3 separate regions of the Mus musculus genome follow, and regions 2 and 3 are each linked to region 1. A link is a contact called in public ChIA-PET and HiChIP or PLAC-seq data. All regions are on one chromosome and are shown on one strand. The core of a region is the stretch at or near the end of the contact, and the rest is flanking DNA. Distances in the headings are between cores, read along the strand shown. Region 1 holds the start of Rps6ka2 (ribosomal protein S6 kinase, polypeptide 2). Region 2 holds the start of Cep43 (centrosomal protein 43). Region 3 holds the start of Tagap (T cell activation Rho GTPase activating protein).

Region 1 (2,656 bases), core at 101-2,600:
AAGAGTAGCCAAGAAGGTTTGCTTAGAGGACCCGATCTTAGCCCATTCTCCTGATTTCATCCTTAGAAGGCACCTCTGGGAGCTAAGACATCACGGGGAGAGATGCTGAGGTCAAGTCACAAGTCACAAGCCAGTGTACACTGTCTCTACTGAAGCTGCAAACCCTTACACTGCATGCAGCCTATCTCTGGAGCCCCACACCAGAGGGATAGCAGTTCCTAAAAGCCCGCTCTAGATGGGACTGACTCCTGCTCCAGGTGAAATTAGCCCTTTGATGTTTTATGTGACGTGGGTTTCCCAGCATGTTGGATCTTTTGATTCCTGTGTCCTTTATGACTACCACCAGTCTGGGTGGGAAAGTGTTGAGAACTGCCCGGTGGGCTGCATATCATGCAGGAGAGTGAATCTGTTTTCTCCAGTGGCCAAAGGAACTGGGCTTACCCTCAGCTCTTCTCTAATCTGCTTCTATTCTGCCACGGGGCATAAGACTTTATTAACCTCAGCCTTTCTTTTTGTGTGACTAGGAAGGATCATTTGGACTTAGGTTAAAGCAGGCTCTGATTGCTTCCTCAGACTGAGACTCAGGATGTTCCTGCTGCTGGCCCTGATAGTCATCTGTGAGGATAATTGTCTATAAATGGAGCCCGAGGTCACAGAGAGCGGATGTGAGCCTTTGTTCTCAGCTGCTGGCCCCGACCACGTGAGGCGTCCTCACCGAGAGGAGGAAGGCCGCTGACACTGCGAAGCAGGCGGGGTCCTCTCCCAATGATTCCCCAATAAGCAAGGAGTTGCAGGGACCAGCTGTAGGAGTGACCCGAGTGTAGTGCTTGTGGGCGCTTTTCTAGCATGCTAGGTCATTAAAGTTTTGCTTTGCAGAGAAATTCAAAATGCTAAGCGTGGAGTCCAAGTGGACAGAGGTGTTCGGAGAAGAACACAACAGCTCGGACAGAAGAGGCAGGGAGACAGGACAAGAGCAGCGTGCCTCAGGAGCGACTGATTAAGCTCACAACGGGCGTGGGCGCTGATTGGCGGCCGTGGCAGTGGGCAGGGCGATACTGCACCCCACTGTTCTCTGAGGGCAGGAGTTGTAGGAGAGGGAGGAGTAGGCAACGGCGCTGATTGGAGGCGTTCACGGGGACAACGCCCCTGGGCAGGATGGCTGGTGATAATTGGAGAGTACGGTGGTGGGCGGGGTGAGGGTGGGGCTGTCCGGAGTAGGTTTTCCGACTAAAGGGGAAAAGAGCTCTGGCTGCGGGCACTGATTGGTGGGTGGGCGTGTAGGCGTGGCGCAGCGTCGCACTCTGGTTGGTCGGAACGACGCTGGGTGTAGTCTATGGGCGGGGCAGGTTGCCGGGAGCTGGTACTCCTGGCCGGAGGCAAAGGCGCCGCGGGAGTGATCCAGGGACCCGGGCCCGGTGGCCGGTGCGGCCTGCCCTTTGTGCTTGCAGCCCGCATCCGCGCCGAGGGCCGCCGCGTCGGGCTCCCCGGCGCGCGTGCCCGCCAGCGCGCTGCCTAGCCTGGGATGTGCCGGGGATGCGCGCCCGCCGGCCCTGCGGCTCCTGGCAGCTGGGCGCGGGGCGATGGAGCTGAGCATGAAGAAGTTCACGGTGCGCAGGTTCTTCTCCGTGTACCTGCGCAAGAAGTCGCGCTCCAAGAGCTCCAGTCTGAGTCGCCTCGAGGTAAAGGCCCTCCCCGGGAGCGCGCAGGATGCGGGTCCCCGCTGCGCCTGGAGTGGGCATGTAGAGCCTCAGGGCGTGCGGCTACAGTCCAGTGCATCATCACCCCAGACCGGAGCCAGCTGTGGGAAGTTATTTGAAAACTGGTCCAGTTGTCATGAAAATCTATCAAATCGACTCCAAATGTTAGCACTTCATAACAACTGCAGAGAGCGAGTCCTTGCTGCGATTGAAGTTAACCTCAGTGAATTTCTTTCTAGTGCCCCTGTGTGCACAGGATTCGGGGTCACTCCTAGAGAGAGGCTTTAGAGGAGGGGTGCGGTCGGTGCAGCTGGGTTGCCGCGTGGTGTGGGAGTGCTTTGGGAGGCTACATGAGTCCTAAGTTTTGTAGCCTCTGGCGCCTGCCCGTTTTACCTTGAGTCTGGTACTGTGTGGATCAGGGTATTTGAGATCAGTGTAGAGTTGACCAAAGCAACTCAAGAGGGCTCTGTGCATTTTGGTGTTCCTAGGTGGTGGAGTGCCTGACGCAATTCCCCCGCAGCCCAGGCTTTGAGATAGATTGGCTCTGAAACCCGAGGGATGCCGGAAAATCTTGACCTTTGCAGGTCTCGCATCTTCCATGTCCAGTCGTCTGTGATTTTAACGGTGGCTTTCATTTCTGACTAACAACTAAACTATCCTCATCCCAGTGCTCAGACCACGTTGTTGATGAGTCCATAGAGAGCAAAACCGTGTGACCCGCTTTGCTAGTGAAGTGTGTAAGAGAAAGTTGACAACTAACCTAGAGATTTCATGGAACATTGATGTCCCTGCTTCAGTGCAGGCCCATATGGAATTGTGTGTGTGGTTAGAAAAAAATATCACAGATTTCATGTTGAATTGCTCTGTCTCAGCCTTAGTATGTTACACACAGGCAAAGGGCTCTGTGATGATCAAGAGACCTTTTAAGTCCGGGGACAGACTTAAAACCACCAGGGAAC
Region 2 (2,656 bases), core at 73-2,572, 1.0 Mb after region 1:
TCCAAGGCTTCAGACTGATGGCTGCCTGGCTGTGGGAGATAGTTTTCAACATCTTCAAGCCTCTCAATCTTCAAGGGTCTAGAACAGGATAGCCACTCAATTTGAAAGTATTGATTAGATGCATTTCAGACCTTTCTGAGTATCCGATCTACAGATCAGCTAATGCCTCAAGCCCGTCATTCTCCACAGTAGTGTGTCATCTGCATTGGACCAGCCTCCCAACCCCCATTCCTGGTTCCTTCTGCCAACTACACCAGTGCTGCTTTCACTGCACACAGACGAGTTTCTTCCTTTACTGGAGCACTCTCCCCTTCATCTGGCCCTAGCTTGAAGTTTGCACACTACAAGGACTCCTCTTAGTTTTTCCTGATCTATTAAACCCATTTCCTTTCCTGTGCCCCGATTGTAATTAGACTGCCAGCATGGGAAGTACTCTTTGCTCCCTCTTAACCAATGTCCTCAGTGTTCGGTGTGACCCTTCTAACCCCCTAACTGTTCTCCTTAAGGCCAGGCTTAAAAATTAACCTCTCAATGGTTCCTTTCTTGGAAGATGTAGGAAAACAAACAAAAAAACCACTCTTCTAGTTTCTCTCATAAAAAGCAGCACAGAAAGCGTTTAACTTTATTCCTACGTGAATATGCATTCATACTGCACAGGCCACTTGCGTGGTTGGAAATGAGTCCACAACCCTTTTACAGACCGGTATGGGGAAACTTTGTGAAGTTCCAAGCCAACACGTTTGAAGCTTCCCATGTATGAGGCAGCCTGGAATTTCCTCTCCTGGCCGATTGCTCTTTCAAAAGAATAAGAGCAAGGTTCCAGAGACAGCAGACCCCGCCGCCGAGCAAAACCGGCTTAAGCTGAGCGAGTATACACGCACAGAGGCGAGAATAGAATGCCTACTTGCTGCTCACGCTTAGAAACAACCCCTTGGAAGGCCCCGCCCCGCAGTTTACTCCGCCCACTTGGAGTCTCCGCTCCGCAGTTCCTCTTGTCCCTCCCTCCCAGAGCCTCTCCCCCCGACACCGCCATCTAAGCGGGTCGAGCCAGTAAGTTCAGCCAAAGTGGACTCTTCTCTCGCACAGGAATGGGGAAATTAAGTGCAATTTAGTGAAATTTCTAATATAATTCTGTTAATATGCCACAGAGCGCGTCACCAGAGCCTGACCCGGTCACCAGAGCCTGACCCCGCCCCGTGTCCATGGCTCCGCCCATAAACGACACGCTGAGACCTCGCCCCTCGCGTCATGAAACCCAAACACCGGCCTGAAGGCCCCACCCCGTAGGTCTTCTTCCCCGCGTGAGGGGCGGGGCTGCGACTGCGCGCTCGCGGGCCGGGTGGCTTCCGCGGCGGCCGTTGGCCGTTAGCGCGGCTTGGGTGGTTGTCTTGGAGAAGCAAGATGGCGGCGACTACCGCCGCGGTGGTGGCCGAGGAAGACACGGAGCTGCGCGACCTGCTGGTGCAGACGCTGGAGAACAGCGGCGTGCTGAACCGCATCAAGGTGCGGCGGGGCGGCCGCCGGGGCTCGGGGCTGCGCGGGACGCCGGCACGAGGCGGCCACGCGGCCGTGGGGCCTTGGCCCGAGTTCGTGGGCCGGGTGTGGAGCGCACAGGCCCGTCGCCTTCCATCGCTCGCTGCCCGCGCGGCCGGCACCCTCGTGTCTGCCCCCGTTCTTTCAGGTTGCGAAACTGACTTATAATCTTGTGGTTTTTTTTTTTTTTTGAAGGCTGAACTCAGAGCGGCTGTGTTTTTAGCACTAGAAGAACAAGAAAAAGTAGAGGTAAGAGATCCCCAGACCTTGTTCATGCCGTACCTCTTAATGCCCGGTTTCTAATAAATGAAAAGCCGTCCTGAAATAGTTCAGTAACTAACCGGGGATGCTTCTGAACGGCTAAGGATTGGGCTTTTACCAATACTCATTTTCTAAATCATTTTGCACGTTTAGAGTGGCCTTAAAGTAGCACAGGAATTTCGGGAGACAGTAGTAGCTAAGGCTCAGGTGCAGGAGTCACGTGAAAGCGGTTCGTTGAGTTACCGGAAGTATTACTTTGAAATTTTTATAAGCTAGTACACTTCAAATGTCTTGGCAGTAAGGAATGCACACTGGAACCTTTTCCCAAATTCTGATTGGTTGGTTAAAAATCTGACCATTACTTTAAAAACATCTCTGATCTTATCCCCCCACCCCCCAAAAAAGAAATCTAGTGAGACCTGAATGTTTAATAACTTGGCTTTTCTGCCTACCCCAGGCCCCAGCAACCATCCTGAGTAAATGTCCTGTAACTCCTTGTCAGTAAGAATCACAGGAGAATCAAAGTCTTACTGTGTGACAGATCTGCCTCCATCCTTCCACGGCTGTGGCCCTGTTTAACCTACCTGCTCTTAACTTTCTCCTCTTCATCCTTACTGGTTGGTTCTTGGCCAGGCTGGGTCCCATTGTCCACCCTTGGGAGTCTCATGTTTCTTTGCTTTCTAGTTAAACAGTAATTATCATTTGATCCAGTGAATTATTTTCTTAACCTGTTTCTGCATAAGCATTGCCAAAGAAAAGTCACTTAGCCAGGTGACTGTGTGAGTTCCGTAGTGGTGGGTTGTAACTGAGCAGGGTCTGGGGTTCTCCCGTCTGGTCCCCTTTAGCTTTCTTACCTGATCCT
Region 3 (2,656 bases), core at 52-2,551, 760 kb after region 1:
CATCTCAAGAAAAGTTTGAGCTGTTTTTTTGGGGGATGCTGCAGATGCTCAGGCTAAGAGTTCTATAACTCAGAAGACGGCTCAGAATTAAGATGAAAAACCTTGTAAAGTGGGCTCCATTTTCACATCATCGAGAGAGCCTTCTGTCTGGTGAGGAGAGAAGGCTTTCTCCAAAGTAGCAGTGTCCTTGACATTAGAGAAGCCCAACACCAATCCTGGATTGGGGTGCAGCTCAGAGGCAGAGTGTGTTCTGAGGGGCAGGTTTTAATCTCCAGCTCCAAAAACATAACGTCTTAGACAATTCTGTGGAATACTACAGAGCCAAACATCAAATTATCCGTGGAATGTTCAAAGCCATAGCTCTGAGGTGGGATGCCAATACACACACACACACACGCACACGCACACGCACATGTACACACACACACACACACACACACACACACACGACCTGATTTGATCTCGAAGGAAGAAGAGGAGGTGACACAACAGAAGATGCCAGATTGGAGGGCAGTTTTACATGCAATATAATTTGCAGCATCTGCATTTCAAACCGTTGTGTTCTTCTAGATTTTCCAAAGATGCTACCATGTTGACAAACATGTGACGCTTTTTGTTCCCTTTACAAAGTTGTTGATCCTAAAATGAACACATCTGTACCCATCTGACTGACTCCGTACTTCACAATAAACTTAGGGCAGTGGTTCTCTACATGAGAAATAAATGAATTTCTCAATGGGCAATTCCCCTAGTTCCAAAGAAACTGGTGTAGCTTTCGAGGGTAATTTTCAAAGAGGGGAAGTCATCCCTCCATCTCCGTCCTGGTTTTATAGCAACACCCTGCACCTAGATGTGCCAATTGATATCTAGTCCTGGATGGAGAGGATGGTGGGTGACCGGGAACAGCACCCAAACAGGACACCCAGAGCAGGGAGGGGCCAGCAGGAACAACTAGAAAGGAAAGTGATGTTTACACACAGAATAATAAAATTTCTCATCCTGCACACACCACCTTTGACATCAACCAGAGCCACTGCCTATGTTCAATATGTCATGGTTTCCACTCCTAGTAGTTTGTAGACATTTTTACTTTGAAATGGGGGGGGTGGGAATTAGGGGGGTTAGGCTTGGAAAGAACCGGCGCTGCCCTAAAAGGAATGAGGAAGTGAGAGCAGAGCAGTCTCTGGCTGGCTTTGGCTGTGTAACAACCCATGATGTTCCTTCCGGCCCCAGTAATATTCTGAGTTTCCACCTGCCCGCCCCCGCCACATATAACACTCAGCACACGAGGCTGAGGGCCCAGTGCCTTGTCTCTGTGGGTGGACTCCTAGGGTCAGAGTGTCATGTTGTGTCTCCCGTTTTCCACAGTTCGCCAGAGGTAAAAAGAGCTCTGGCTGAAGACCGTTGCTGGTAAGTACTGTAGATTAACAGGACAAAACATAAACTGCCTTGTGGGTCGAGGGTCTTGGGTCCCTGAAGTGTCAGGGGCCAGTGCCACTAAAAACAGCTCTATTGAGAAACATGTGTCAGCCTTAGAAGGACTCTGAATGGAGAATGCTAGGGGCTGTGTGTCAGCTGCCAGCTTGGGGGCTTAGGGATTCTGTAAATGTTATCTTTTGTTTCTGTACACTGTATATATTGTCCTGGAGGTAAATTTCTGTCTTACTTGGGTTTCATGAGAGTGCAGAGCTTTTAATATAGTATGTGCGAGCACTCAGAAAAGCAAGTCTTGGTTGTTGTAATGTGTACTCAGGCTCTCCTGATGGGAACTTAGTAACTCGTAACAAAGTTTGGGAGTAGTAAAGGCGTGTGGCTTAAAGAATTTAGGATTAAGTTTCTCAGAGGCTGTTCTTAATCATAGGTGACATTTAGGAAGAAAGACTGATGTTATCTTGCTTCATGGAGTCGTAGGAATTTTTATTTCATTTGGATAGAATAAGACACAATGAAAACTTGGATGAGATTCTCAACGATGCTTCTTAGTGGGAGCCCAGTTTTAGGTGAACACTTTTCTATCCAGTAGCTTTAAGCTCTGGGTCCTTTTTTGTTTTGTTTTGTTTTGTTTTTTGTTTTTTCAAACTGACTTTGAAATTTGAATTTGACTGGACTAGTTATTCTATTTTCTAACTCTTTTCATTTATGATTTGTTGTACACAGGATCAAAGCCTCGAGGTAGTGGACCCCCCTCTTGGACTGTCAGTCTCCATTCCAATGAAGCTGATAAGCAGTCTCGATGGTGTACGTAAGTCCTTTGCACCTACTCATTCATCTTGTCCACAGACAGGGGCTGAAGGACCTTCGCTGATGTTCTTTTTCCTCTCTTTTAGTCAAAAACACTTAATGCTAACAACATGGAGACATTAATTGAATGTCAGTCAGAGGTAAGAAAGTAATGTTTTAAACTTTTTATTTGCACTGTAATTAGATAAAAGACATTCTTTTGTTACTCATTTGGGTTATTTAATTATTGGTGTGAGATGAATATCAGATTATAAACTAAACACGTCTATTGAGATCTTCCAAAATAATGTTGATCTGAGAAGATAAAATACAGAATCAATGCATTTGACTTAATTTTCAAGATGAATAAAAGGCCGTATGTGCATTTTATGGAGAAAGATGGGATGTCTTTGGGTGTCACTATTTTAACTGAAAT

Evidence for each region. ChIA-PET counts read pairs in DNA pulled down with a chosen protein or histone mark. HiChIP or PLAC-seq counts read pairs in DNA pulled down with a chosen protein or histone mark.
Region 2: an H3K4me3 HiChIP or PLAC-seq map of stem cell-derived neural progenitor cells shows a contact between it and region 1, with 4 times the contacts expected there. The contact joins the promoter of Cep43 here to the promoter of Rps6ka2 in region 1. A contact is called at or near these places in 2 of 115 datasets of contacts at active chromatin or transcription factors (embryonic stem cells and stem cell-derived neural progenitor cells).
Region 3: a contact with region 1 is called in an RNA polymerase II ChIA-PET map of memory CD8 T cells, with 5 read pairs. The contact joins the promoter of Tagap here to the promoter of Rps6ka2 in region 1. A contact is called at or near these places in 1 of 39 promoter capture datasets (cranial neural crest), 1 of 15 datasets of contacts at CTCF or cohesin (the NIH/3T3 cell line) and 2 of 115 datasets of contacts at active chromatin or transcription factors (astrocytes and memory CD8 T cells).

The regions. Positions count from the first base shown.
Region 1 is chr17:7,168,765-7,171,420 of GRCm38.p6, forward strand. It overlaps Rps6ka2 (ribosomal protein S6 kinase, polypeptide 2), which reads left to right and starts at 1,351. Exons shown (of 21, transcript NM_011299.4): 1 at 1,351-1,679. The coding sequence starts at 1,581.
Region 2 is chr17:8,164,196-8,166,851 of GRCm38.p6, forward strand. Cep43 (centrosomal protein 43) reads left to right here and starts at 1,323. Exons shown (of 12, transcript NM_201230.5): 1 at 1,323-1,503; 2 at 1,729-1,782. The coding sequence starts at 1,402.
Region 3 is chr17:7,924,699-7,927,354 of GRCm38.p6, forward strand. It overlaps Tagap (T cell activation Rho GTPase activating protein), which reads left to right and starts at 1,302. Exons shown (of 10, transcript NM_145968.2): 1 at 1,302-1,410; 2 at 2,158-2,238; 3 at 2,328-2,381. The coding sequence starts at 2,212. The region is part of intron 4 of Gm1604a (predicted gene 1604A); the gene reads right to left.